Linked DNA regions of Gossypium arboreum: region 2 is linked to region 1. The links are chromatin contacts, called in public Hi-C maps. All regions are on one chromosome and are shown on one strand. The core of a region is the stretch at or near the end of the contact, and the rest is flanking DNA. Distances in the headings are between cores, read along the strand shown.

Evidence for each region. A called contact is a pair of places that touch in the nucleus more often than the background predicts.
Region 2: a contact with region 1 is called in a Hi-C map of leaf, with 3 times the contacts expected there. The contact joins the promoter of LOC108459075 here to the promoter of LOC108459687 in region 1. A contact is called at or near these places in 2 of 5 Hi-C or Micro-C datasets (both in leaf).

The regions. Positions count from the first base shown.
Region 1 is chr4:107,582,262-107,588,434 of ASM2569848v2, forward strand. It overlaps LOC108459687 (laccase-7-like), which reads left to right and starts at 3,313. Exons shown (of 6, transcript XM_017759088.2): 1 at 3,313-3,463; 2 at 3,826-3,977; 3 at 4,374-4,618; 4 at 4,744-4,872; 5 at 4,977-5,939. The coding sequence starts at 3,338.
Region 2 is chr4:107,743,859-107,750,695 of ASM2569848v2, forward strand. LOC108459075 (fructose-1,6-bisphosphatase 1, chloroplastic) reads left to right here and starts at 3,452. Exons shown (of 4, transcript XM_017758439.2): 1 at 3,452-3,820; 2 at 3,935-4,159; 3 at 4,677-5,183; 4 at 5,289-5,657. The coding sequence starts at 3,452. The coding sequence ends at 5,360. LOC108457871 reads right to left here. Exons shown (of 7, transcript XM_017757057.2): 4 at 6,264-6,837; 5 at 6,038-6,144; 6 at 5,897-5,956; 7 at 5,440-5,812. The coding sequence ends at 5,760.

The DNA.
Region 1 (6,173 bases), core at 2,063-4,562:
TTCATAGTCATTAGTTTGGATGAATAGATTTATTTTTATTCTCTAATATGAGTAATTTGTACCATTAAAGAGTGGTTGTCTCATTCTCGAATAGCATTCTCCCAACATTTTTGAATTTTGCTCAAAATCCATGAGCCATACTTCTTCCTAGTTAGCAACCTCTTGATATTTTACTTCCATTTTGAGCTTCTTGAAGAAATTTTTCCATCTTAAGCTTCTTGTAGAAATTTTCTCTTGAATGTAGCTTTAATTGTCATTAGAGTTGTAGTTCAAATACCAATTGTAAGCTCAATAAACATAAGAAAGGGCAAATTGGTGATTAAATAATGCAAGTGAAAGATTAAAAATCAACGCAATGATTTATAGTTATTCAACCTCAATTATTGATAACATGTTAAATTTGCTTGATTTTTTGTGTTTAAAACGGTTAATTCTTGAATTGATCCTACTAAATTAGTGATTTTATGTTTTAATCCTGTCAGGAATGCAATTGGGATGCTATGAGTTAAAAATGACCAGAGAAGGACCAATTTGCAGCATAGTCAATAAAGTGCAGCCGAATCAAAAACATGGAAATAGCCAAGGACTCATCAGATTTCTTTTGACTTTGTAAAAGCCAAAATTAGAAAAAAAAATTAATTTTATTTTTTATTAAATTTTAATTATGTATTGGGTGGTTAAGCCAAATTTAGTAAGTGATATGTATATAAATAAGGCTTTAAGGTAGCTTGAAAGACACTGACACTTGATTTCATCTAGATTAAATAAGAATTATTTTATTTCCTTTCCAAATTCATGCCTCAAAGCTATTGCAATTCCATTTTCAATTCCTTTTTCTTTGTAAAATTTGTTTAATTGCTTTCCAAGTCCCTTCCTTTCCCAATTTCCACAATTTTCATTCAAATCTACTCCATAGCCAATCAAAGCATGAATAATTTCATGCTTCACTAAATACCAACTTAGCTTTAGGGCGGTAATCTTCTTGGACGGGAATCGTGAGATACATATATTTACTAAAAATCCTTCCAATCGGTATTCACATTTTTCCTAAGTATCAATATTGACAACTCATCCCTTAAAGTTAACTCGATTTCAAATCAAAAACACATTGGGTTGGAGTTGTGTTTGTGGGCAGTTGGGGAAACAAGTTGGCCCTGTTGTATTCGGAACTCCGAGAACAAATCAAGAGAGAAGTGATCGGGTTTAAACGACCTACGCAGTTGAGGCCGTTAAACCCAGTTGGGTTCTTAAGAGCACAAGGCTGTCGGAATCTTGAATTGAGAATGCGTGTATCTCGGTTAGATAATCGGTAAGGGTTGGTTTGCAGGTCATACCAGGACCAGCTATGAGAGAAAGAATTGGTGGTTAGGACGTTCTTAATTGATATAACCAACTTATTGTTTGGAGGAGAAAATTAATTTTCGAGGATCGATTCAAAATTCGGAATCCATTGAGTTTAGGGCTAAGGCTTATTATCTCTGTTTACAAAATCCAAATTTATTTCCAAATTTAATTTTATTTCCAAATTATTTAATTTTTTATTTATGTTGTTTCAATTATTTAATTTCTAAACATTTCAAAACTCCCTTGATTTCCGTTTGGAGACATGGGCATGACTATTTCCACGACTATTGACACGATAGAAATTTTGATCACAAGTTAAATGCGAGAGTTGATTATAATATCAGTCCCTAAAGACTCGACCCTACTACCACTCTTTACTACTATTTAGAGTTATTTTGTAGGAATTATTTTTTGTGGTTTCGACGCCCATCAATTATCTACGCTTAACCTTCTTTTTTTAAGAGTTTCTCAATTCACTAACTTAGAGTTGATACCTTTCAAAAACAAGGTATAATCTTTTACAACTCTCTATCTTTTAAATTGGTAAGATAACACCTCTTAGCTCTTTTCAATTTTTCTAGTAAAAAACCTCAAGTAATCTCACAAATAAAGAAAATAAAGAGCAAACAATGGAAGGCATCTCAAAGGTATTGGTTTCCAATGTTTAATTAAGCACTCACAAATATTAATAAATACTTGAAAGAAAAAAATGAACTCAACCCAACAAGTGTTTACAAATAGAATTTGAATAAAATGAGAATAAATAATGTGATCAATGAATATTTAATTTTTGATTGTTTGAACTTGGTTTTTGTTTTTTATTGAGTGTAATGAGACTTGATTTATATCCTCTTAATGGATTCTAGCAATTTGAAGTAGTTGGAGGAAGTTTTTAACTGTTTGAAGCATTAATTGCATGCATTAAAGTCTCTCTGCAACCTACGATAATACTAAAATTGATATTGATACTATTAAAGAAAAATAACCGCTAGAAACACTTTGATATCGATACCTCAAGATTAGGTATTGATATTTGCGCTTTTAAAATGTGTTATGTCTAATGACTTACCAATGTATAATACCTTACCTATGATATCGATATCTTAGATCAAGTTTCAATATGTTATCCCTCTGGAAAGTATTGTGGAGATTGTTTGAAGGGAGTATCAATATATACTTAAGGCAATAACATACATACTTAACTTTAAAAGCGCTTGAAAATAATTTTGAAACACTTTTAAAAAGTTGTAAAATTAACTCAAAATAAATCTAAAAAATTTGGAAACTCATTTTTAATATTTGTAACACATGAAAATATATAAAAAAATATTTAAACTAATTTTAGTTTCAGGGTATTTAGAGCCTGCACGATAGCAATAGCGAGACACTAGCCAAAGGCTGAGAATGAGTAATAAACCCGGAGGTTAGGTGTTGACGCATTGCATGTGCCAGCAGCTCTTCGATTTGATTTCCCTTTAATTACCTCAGTATTGCACTGCAACTAAATTCAGATTACCCCATGGTTATGAAAGGAAGCTAGGGTCAATTCTGATCCTAGTATGAAACACTATTCTGATAATTAATTTCAAAAGGATGGGCTTCAACAACCATGAATCTTTCATTGTTTAATATATATATTATTAATATGTTTGAAGTAAAAAACTTCTTTTGATGGCCAAACTTGACCACCTTGATAACGAAGGTTGGACTGACACATTGGCTTCCCAGTTCATAAAGAAAATATTTTCCCACTCGTTTTGGCTAGGTTGTTAAGCAATTGGTATACCCAAGCTAAGACCTCCCCCTTAATATTTAATTCTCGATATCGTAGGGTTGAGTTCACATCTTTATTTCAAATAAAAAACGATTTCCGCAAGTTAATAAACTATCCCCGAAATATGAAGAAAGTTCCAAGAGGAAACCTCGTGCACTTGTAATATAAATTGAAGCCCTTTCTTCAACCTTTGCATCTCACTCCTAGCAAAGCATTTCCATGACCTCTCCCTCTGTTATTTTTTCAATCGAAATGGGGCGCCTTGTGTTCTTGTTTGCTTCCTCTTTGCTTCTTATGGTGGCTGCTACAACAGTTTCAGCTGCAATAGTGGAGCACTCATTCAATGTAATGGATTCTACTTTTAATCATTTTCCTTTAGAATCCCATGCTGGTACAAGGTTTAGAGTTTCAACTCAAACAAATCCATGAAACCAGAAGGGGTGGTTTTATTTTCACACTTCTCCCAGTTGCCATCATTTTATATCTTACCTGTGTTCTATGCTCGTTGACTTTATACCATCACAAAGGCCGTGGCTTTTTAAACACACCCTTCACATTCCTTTACTGATATTTTCTTTTAACCATTACAGTTTGAGCTTATAGGCAGACTCTATTTTAACCCTTCTTTTCCCATTTTTGAAGGTTAATATCATAATATCATATATGTTTACCATGTCCCTAAGCTTATAATTTGAATTTGCTGGCAGGTGCAAAATTTGACTGTTAATAGGCTATGCAACCGTCATGTGATTACGGCAGCAAATGGCAGACTCCCTGGCCCAAGTATCCGTGCCCGAGAGGGTGACACACTGATTATTCATGTCTTTAATAAATCACCTTACAACTTGACTATTCACTGGTAAAAACCTTCGTGGAATACAATTGAATTTACTCAATTTTCACCGTTAGTATTTGTGAAATTATTATTAACTTATTCCTCAAAATGTGGTCTTTTTGTGACGAAAACGTCGATTGTCATACTTCATCAGGTCGGCTTCCGTTCTGGTTTTATTAATTAGAAAAAATTATTCTCCTTATTAAAATACCATATGGGATGCAATTATGCAATCGTGTATCTTATACCCATGTGGTCCATTTAAAAAACAAAAAAGAAAAAATTCATGTGAACCATTTTTTCAACTACTACTGATTTAATACTAATTAACTAAACTCCAAATAAATTTATTACATGATTTTCTTTTGATATGCATTTATATGATTTAATTATTTTCTAACGGTTATGCTGCTTGATCAGGCATGGAATTCATCAGATGCTGAGTGCCTGGGCAGATGGACCTGACATGATCACTCAGTGTCCAATTCGCCCCGGAAATAAATACACCTACAAATTCAAAATCATTAGACAAGAAGGAACCTTTTGGTGGCACTCTCATACCTCCACGCTCCGTGCCACCCTCTATGGTGCAATCATCATCCGCCCCAGAGCTGGCAACTCTTACCCATTCCCCAGGCCCTATAGGGAAGTTCCCATCCTATTAGGTATATATAGCCACCGGGAACCCGAGATCTTACATTGAATTCATTAATTATCATGAGAAAAGATATATAAATGTTCCATGGTTCTAAGCCTAGGTTTTAGCTAACAAATAGGAATGCCTTTGCAGGTGAGTGGTGGAATGGTAATGTCGTTGATATGGCAAACCAGGCTCTAGCCCATGGCACTGGTCCTAACATTTCTGATGCTTATACAATAAATGGATGGCCCGGTGATCTCTATCCATGCTCTCAAAACCGTAAGTAATTACAGATTCATGATCTCCTTGCTTATACGCGTGTTTGATATGTTGTACTGTAGCAATTAATATTCCATTTAACTTAATTTAATTATATGGTTCAGAAATGTACAAGCTTAAGGTGAAGCAAGGGAAGACCTATCTCCTACGTATTACCAACGCTGCAGTCGATAACAATCTCTTTTACAAGATAGCCAATCATAAGATGATCGTTGTGGCCGTTGACGCTCGTTACACCAACCCATATGTCACTGATGTCTTGGTTGTCGCCTCTGGCCAGACGATTGACATTTTGCTAACCGCGGATCAGCCGATTGGGTCGTATTACATGGCCGCTAGAGCTTATGCAAGTGCGGCTGGTTTAGAATTTGATAGTACTACAACGAGGGGTGTCATCGTTTATGAGGGTGCACCGTCTTGGACTTCGAGAACGCCGCTAATGCCAGTATTACCGGCGTTCAATGACACCCCCACGGCTCATAAGTTTTCTACCAGCCTTACTGCTTTGGTCGGTGGGCCTCACTGGGAGCCTGTCCCACTTAAAGTGGATCATAAAATGTTCGTCACCGTTGGGATGGCGCTCGATGTCTGCCCATCAAACACAACTTGCCAGGGTCCACCTGTTGGGGCAAAGCTCTCGGCCAGCATGAACAATGTATCCTTCGTGCCACCTAGTAGCTTGTCTTTGTTGCAAGCCTTTTTCTTCAATGTCGGAGGAGTGTACACCACTGATTTCCCTGTCAAGCCTCCAGTTCAATTTGACTACACCAACCCTAGCATTAACGGCGACCTACCTCTGTTATTTGCTCCAAAAGGAACCAGGATCACCAAGCTTAAGTTCAACTCCACTGTGGAGATGGTGATGCAGAACACAGCTATTATTGGAGCGGAGAACCATCCCATGCACCTCCACGGCTTTGATTTCCATGTATTGGCGCAAGGGTTTGGAAACTTTAACCCTGCCACTGATACACTGAAGTACAATCTATTCAACCCCCAAATCCGCCACACTATTGGCGTACCTGTTGGAGGATGGGCTGTCATCAGATTCGTAGCTAATAATCCAGGTTAGTTTTCTAACATCGATCATTTACTTTCTTTAAAAGGAAAGAAATTCCCCGAAATTGTCAAAGATTCGGATTTGAAATAAAAAGTCCAGCTCGAAATCAATCTTTGACTTAATTCGGTTCTGGAAAATCTGGATTATCTTTAATTGCTGGCTTATGTTAAGGTCAAGGATGGAAGTAAAAATGACAGTTTAACTAAGATCCAACGGATTTGGTTTATCTTCTTCTGTAAAC
Region 2 (6,837 bases), core at 2,202-4,701, 160 kb after region 1:
GTTTGGTTGGATGAGCTTTAGCAGCTCTTTTGAGGTGTGATCGGGGGATAGAGAGGTGTGTTGGATGGATGGGTGGGTTTTTATTTGACTGCATTTCATTCGAATCTGTCTGTGATTTCTAACTGTAGAATTAGTTATTTGTAATCCATTTGTCTGATTAACATTTGTGCTGAGACTAATGTGTGAACTTCATGTGCTCTGATTGTTAAGTTCTGCTGGGACGTTAGTTCCAGGTGTGCTTTCTGACACTGTGAGTAACTGAAAATCTGTTGTGCTTCTGATTTGAATTTTGTACTTCTGTTTTAGCTTTATTTTAGACTCACACTGAGCTCGAGTAGCTCACCCCCTCTTAGTGTTTCCCTTTCAGGTACTCTCTTCTGAATTTTGACGCTAGGCTCAGTATGCAGAGGTCTCAGACAGCTTGGCCAAAATTCAATACAAGTTATATTTTAAGCTTTTATTTGTCATTCAGATTTTGAACTGTAAGGTTTTGTAAAACTGTGGTACAAATTCCAATTTAAGTTTTAGTCATTTTTATTCTAGTTTTATTTATTAAACTTAACTGAAATTTTATTGTTCGAGTTTAATATGACGTGATAACTTATTTTTGTAAGAATTTACCTACGATCACTTCGGTGATCAATTTAACATCCTGGATTCGGTCTAAACTTTTAGGTCGGATTTCGGGTGTTACATATCTCACCTTGCAAGTCTAACCATTTTTTTTTTCTAATAAAATCGAAAAAACAACGAAGAAATAAAGAAAACCCCAAAATACAACAATTGAAATGAAATTTTAAACAATAAAAAAGCAAGAACTCTAGAAGAACAAAGTAGTTCCAGAGAGGGTAGAAGCCCAAATTTATAGATTTTTCAATTCTCCCTCATAAATGTACTGTTTTGGGTTCGAAGGCCATAACCAATAACATCTAACCACCTGTGCAATGTCTAATGCCCCTCATCATGGCCACTTTTCCTAGAAAACTATGCATTTATGATAGTTATTCTAAAAAAGTCTAATGCCTCTTCAACTTCTTCAGTGGGTCAAACCATCATCCAATTTTGGATCATGCCTTACGAGAGGCCACTTAATAACCTCTTGTTCAACCCAAAGGGCCTATTGTTATACCCCTTCATTGTTTGGACACGTATTAACACCGAATATGTTGTTGACCTATACGTTGACTCATTCTCAAGCAATGCCTCAACAGGCCACTCGTCTTCAAAATCTCTAGGAAAGACCACCCACTCAATCTAAATAGAGGCATCCACCTATATTTAAGTGTGAACACTCTTCTAGTGTGAATGCGCTTCCAAGACACTAAGGAGTATATTTAGGCATAAGAACCTCATACTGATAGAGACATATGATATACGCCCATGATTATCCTTTACACATTACATTTAGCGAGGCTAATTGTTTATCCTGCCATGCCATACTAACGGACAAGAGGACCTCTCCTATAAAGACCCTAAAGAAAGATAAAGAAGGGATCAATATTTTAGCATCCTAAGGTAACTTTGATCAATTATCTTCTTGATCAATTTGTCCTCTTGTCCCTGTTCCGACTCTCAGCTTCTTTAGGTGAACGAACCTCCATTGCACCACTTTGATCTCCTTCTTTTCTTCCTCCCTTGTTGTACTCGATATCAACAAACATATTAGAATCTTTTAAATTTTTATTTTTATAATTTCAAATATATATATATATGAATTTTATGGAGGGTTTAGATTTTCCTATTTTATAATTTTATAGGTTTTAAAATTTTAGAGAAAAAACTTTATTTTTATAATTTAGATTTTTTATAACATTTTGACAATTTTTTAGAATTTTCTTTTGAAATTTACGCTTTTAATTTTTGAACTACTTGTATGACATTTTGGATGCATATCTCGTTTGAATTGGTTGTATTTTTCATTTTAGTTTTTTAATGAAAAATACACTAAAATAACTAATGATGAAATGAAAGAATAAATACTAAACTAATTTTAGAAATTCTTCAAATACCGAACTAATAATTTTTTGGCATAATAAAAATTTTGGCCTTAATGTTTACATTTAATTCCTTTTAAAAGGAATCAAATTTGATTATCAACTTTTTAAAAATCCAAATTTGACCATCAATCTAGGAGTCAAATTGTTATTTTTTAACGAAAATATTGATTAAAATGTTAAATTTTAAACATGACAACTCATATGGCAATTCACATGTGCTTCATGTTAATTTTTGAATTATTATGTATTTTTATATATATTGAATTTTGAATTATTTTATTATACTTTTTAATATTTTTTATAATTATTAAACAATTTGTTGATGTGGCATACAAACAAATAGTGTTATGTCAACATAAAGAGCACGTGAACTGTCACACAGTTTACCATGTTAACATTGTTAAAAAATTAATATTTTAATTAGCAATATGTTAGAAAAACAATTTGACTATTTTTGAAAAGTTAAAAGCCAAGTTTAATTAAAAAATCAAAACCAAATTAACAAAAATATAAAAGTTAAAAGATAAACTTATCTTCTTTTTTTTTTTGTACAGTTTAGTTACATATTGGTTGGGCTTTAAAGCATCCATGACTTTTAACCCAACAAGATTTTGGAGAGAATTTCATGTCTGTAAGACCTATTATTTTTCTATTGTATGTATTTGTGTTCAGATATATCATTTTGGATTTACTATTTTTTAAATATATTTTATATATGTATATATAAATATTTATAAATATTAAATAAATTCTAAATATAAAATATTCATCAATTATATAAAATATCCTTTCAATAAACTTCATAAATACAATTTATTATTAAACAAACTTAAAATAAACAAATAAAAAAATTCCATAATTAAACAATAATATCATCTTATAACAACCCACCATCTAACAAGACCAAACTAAAAAAATTTAATTTTAAATTTTAAATGGCTTCTATCGGTCAATGTGGATAAGATCAATTAATACAATACTAAAATTTAGACTAAAACAAAACCTAAAGTTTATTGTTTTGGTTTAGTATTAGAGTAAAACATTCTGACGGACACAAGAAGTACCGATACAAATTCACTACCTTAGTGGAATTCCATGGTTCCAGAAACAGAGCTTTGAAGCCCATAACTAGTATTTACACCAACTAGGCTTTTTAACCAAAAACCCATATAAATGAGAGAGCTAAAAATAGAAACTTTGACATAATACAGGTGGGTCCTGGTAGGCTATATGGTGGATGCTATCTTCCATTTGGATTGATTGCAGGCATAATCACCATCACACATTTGTCAGCAACAAGCAGATAAGCAAACAACTGCCCAATTGGAAGTTTTAAACACACAACCAAAATTATAGAAAGGATCAGCGGAAAATAGAAAACTGAAAAAGAAAAAATGGTTCAGGCAATATCAACTTCGTCCTGTTGCAATATCCTCTTCTCAAAGTCACATTGATCCACCTCTCCTCATAGTCTTCATCGTTTCAATCACTACTCGCCAAGTTTCGCACACAGAATTTCCACCGGCGTTCAACGTAAAGCGGTGGAACTTCCATTGCCGGAAACAGTGACACAACAAGTCCAAAACAAGGAGCAAAGGAAGACCCAGTTTGCACTCGAGAATTTAACCTCTTGGCTGTTGAAACAAGAACTAGCAGGCAACATTGACGCCGAGCTCACTGTTGTTCTATCAAGCATCTCCTTGGCTTGTAAACAGATAGCTTCGTTGCTCCAAAGATCAAGCATTATTAATCTCACCGGCGGCCAAGGCACTATCAATGTCCAAGGTGAAGACCAGAAGAAGCTGGACGTTATATCCAATGAGGTTAGTCTATGTTTCCAATGGGTTTTATTTATGTCGTTTAGTAACATGAGACAAAAATAACATGACATGTTATGAAGTTTATTCACTAACCCAAGGTACATAATATAAGTTTAGTTGTTCTGCAACTGCCTAAGATCAAGTGGACGAACAGGGATTATAGCATCAGAGGAAGAAGATGTGCCTGTTGCAGTTGAAGAAACTTATTCTGGAAACTACATTGTTGTCTTTGATCCTATTGATGGATCAGCCAATATTGATACTGCATTAACAACTGGATCAATCTTTGGCATATATGGCCCTGACGAGCAATGCCTTATCGATCTTGATGATAACTCCACGGTAATCCTTTCATCTGTAAAGTCTAATCTTAAACAATAACGGTTAAAATACCATGGAGGCCCTATATTAGGAGTAAGATTGCATTTACCCCATTACTCAAAAGATTGACAAATTAGTTCCTATGTAATAGATGAAAAAGTAAATTAATTCTTCTATTCAAAATTTTATCCATTTCATTAATCTATTTACATCAGCATTAATCTAATGTACAAAGACTAGTTTATTCAAAATTTTAACTAAAATGACAAATTTACACATTAATATAATGTACAAAGACTAGCTTGTCAATTTTTTGAATAAATAAACTAAATACAATCTGACTTATATAGTACAAGGGCTTCCATGGTACTTTTACAGTCAAGAACACAATTAACCAGCATAAATTACCTGCAGTTTTGTATCCTACAGCTGCAACTAAACAGTGGAAGTGAACTGCAAAAAAGCAGTCCACATTTATTTAAACAAGGCCACTGTTTTAATCTCTTACCTAAATGGTTTCAACTCGTTTACAATACAGCTTGATAAAGCGAGAGAAAAATGCATCATCAATGTTTGCCAGCCAGGGAGAAATTTATTGGTTGCTGGCTATTGTCTATATTCAAGCTCTGTTGTGTTCACCATCTCCTTAGGCAAGGGGGTGTTTGCATTCACCCTAGATCCCACTTATGGAGAATTTGTGTTAACACATGAGAATATCAAAATACCTGAGTCTGGTAAAATTTACTCTTTCAATGAAGGAAATTATGACCTCTGGGATGACAAACTGAAGAACTACCTTGACCACCTTAGGCAACCAGGATCCAATGGCAAACCATACTCAGGCCGCTACATAGGTTGCCTTGTTGGTGAAATTCATCGAATGCTGCTTCGCGGTGGCATCTATGGCAACCCTAAGAACAAGAACAGCAAAAATGGAAATCTGAGGCTACTATATGAGTGTGCACCAATGAGCTTTTTAATAGAACAAGCTAGTGGCACTGCAATAGATGGAGTTCAAAGAATTCTTGACATCGTACCTGAGCAGGTAACAGCTTAAACAAGAACCATATTGGCTAAGAATTACAATGTTAACGGGAGTATGTCCTTGCACTAGACAAGCATTAATGGCTTTAGCATGTTATATTGGCAGGTACACCAACGTACACCAATTTTCATTGGAAGCGCAGATGAAGTTCAGAAATTACAGAAGTACTTGGCTTGAGCTGTTGAGCACCAACATATGGGTTTCAACCTTTTTGCATGTTATGGGCATATTTCAAGCACACAAGATGACGAGACAATTTTCCTATCAAGGATGACGAGAGAAGTTTTCAATTAAAGAATTACATGATTAGACAATCAAAATGCTATCAACATCTCCATGGTATCTTTAGTATCCTACATGATAATTAAAAAATACAACATTTGATTAACAATTCTTGAGTTTGTAGAGCATCTATGTTGCTCAAATTTTAAACAAAATCACATTGGCAAACATAACTTGATCTTTACAAAGAAATTAGCTTAATGCCATGTTAAAATGCTTGAAGGGTTTAGATATTGCTTGTAGTGAGTGCTGTACCGATAGTCAGCCAACTAGTCATCTTGATGGTAAAACCACTCAGTTTGTAGCAGAATAATTGTTTTTATCCGGAGAAGTTCTTTGACCTTTTGCTGCAAATTCAGGAAAAAGTGAACATGAATAAAGAGAAATATTAACCTTCAAAATGATGACTGTAGCAGGATATAGTATTTTACCAGGGCTCAATATCTTTATGCATTTTGTTATAGACTTCATTGATGTCAAGGTGTTGGGTCCTGCAACCATAGGACATGCAGAGTAAGCATACAAATATCAGTTTAGAAGCAATAAAATTAGGCAGCAGTGAGCTTTACCACCTTCTGCATTCATATTTTTTTCTGAAAACACTTCTGTGACAGTAGATGAAAACTCTGACATGACTTGATTAGCCCCCAGATTGTCATCCCCCGAGTCATGAGAGGACCTGTGAGGCATGACAGAAAATAAACGTCAGAGAAAAATGACTACACGGAAATTAATGAAGAAATGAGTGGAGAAACTAATTGTCAAAAAATGTAATTTGATTGAAGTTAGAATCAATACCCTGAAAGAGCAGATCCAGAAGTACCCAACGTTGGTTGGCAAGGGTAGCCAATTGCATCAGGTCCAAGATCAAGATCCACTAATAGTTCCGAGAAGGAGAAATTTTCACCAAAAGCATCTAAATTTGGCAAATCCAGGTCAAAGAGATCTGCATCTATTTCAGACTCAGACGTGGAGGTCTCGTTCATTATTGGCTTGTACACATCAACTGTTGCATCAGAACCATCAAAGTCCAGCCTGCTCTTTACATGATCCCTCTTGCCAAGCCTCGTTAAGCCTGTCTTAACTGGTGAACAAGAAGAAATGCAACGATTCCTCTCAATGGTGTAGCACGTCATTTGTTTTAATGGACTAACCGTGACTCTCTCGGTTGAAATTATAGTGCAGTTAGCAGGAGTGATCTCTTGAGGAGTATTGCTGTGACCGCGGTTAGCAGTTGAAGAACCACCAAAAGGAGTCATTAATTTATCACTCTGAGGAGAAACTGCTTGCGGGGGTGTCTTAGGACCTGAAGAATTAGTTGGAGGGGACAGCTGTGGCCGATTGAACAAACACTTTGCAACACCAGATGCGT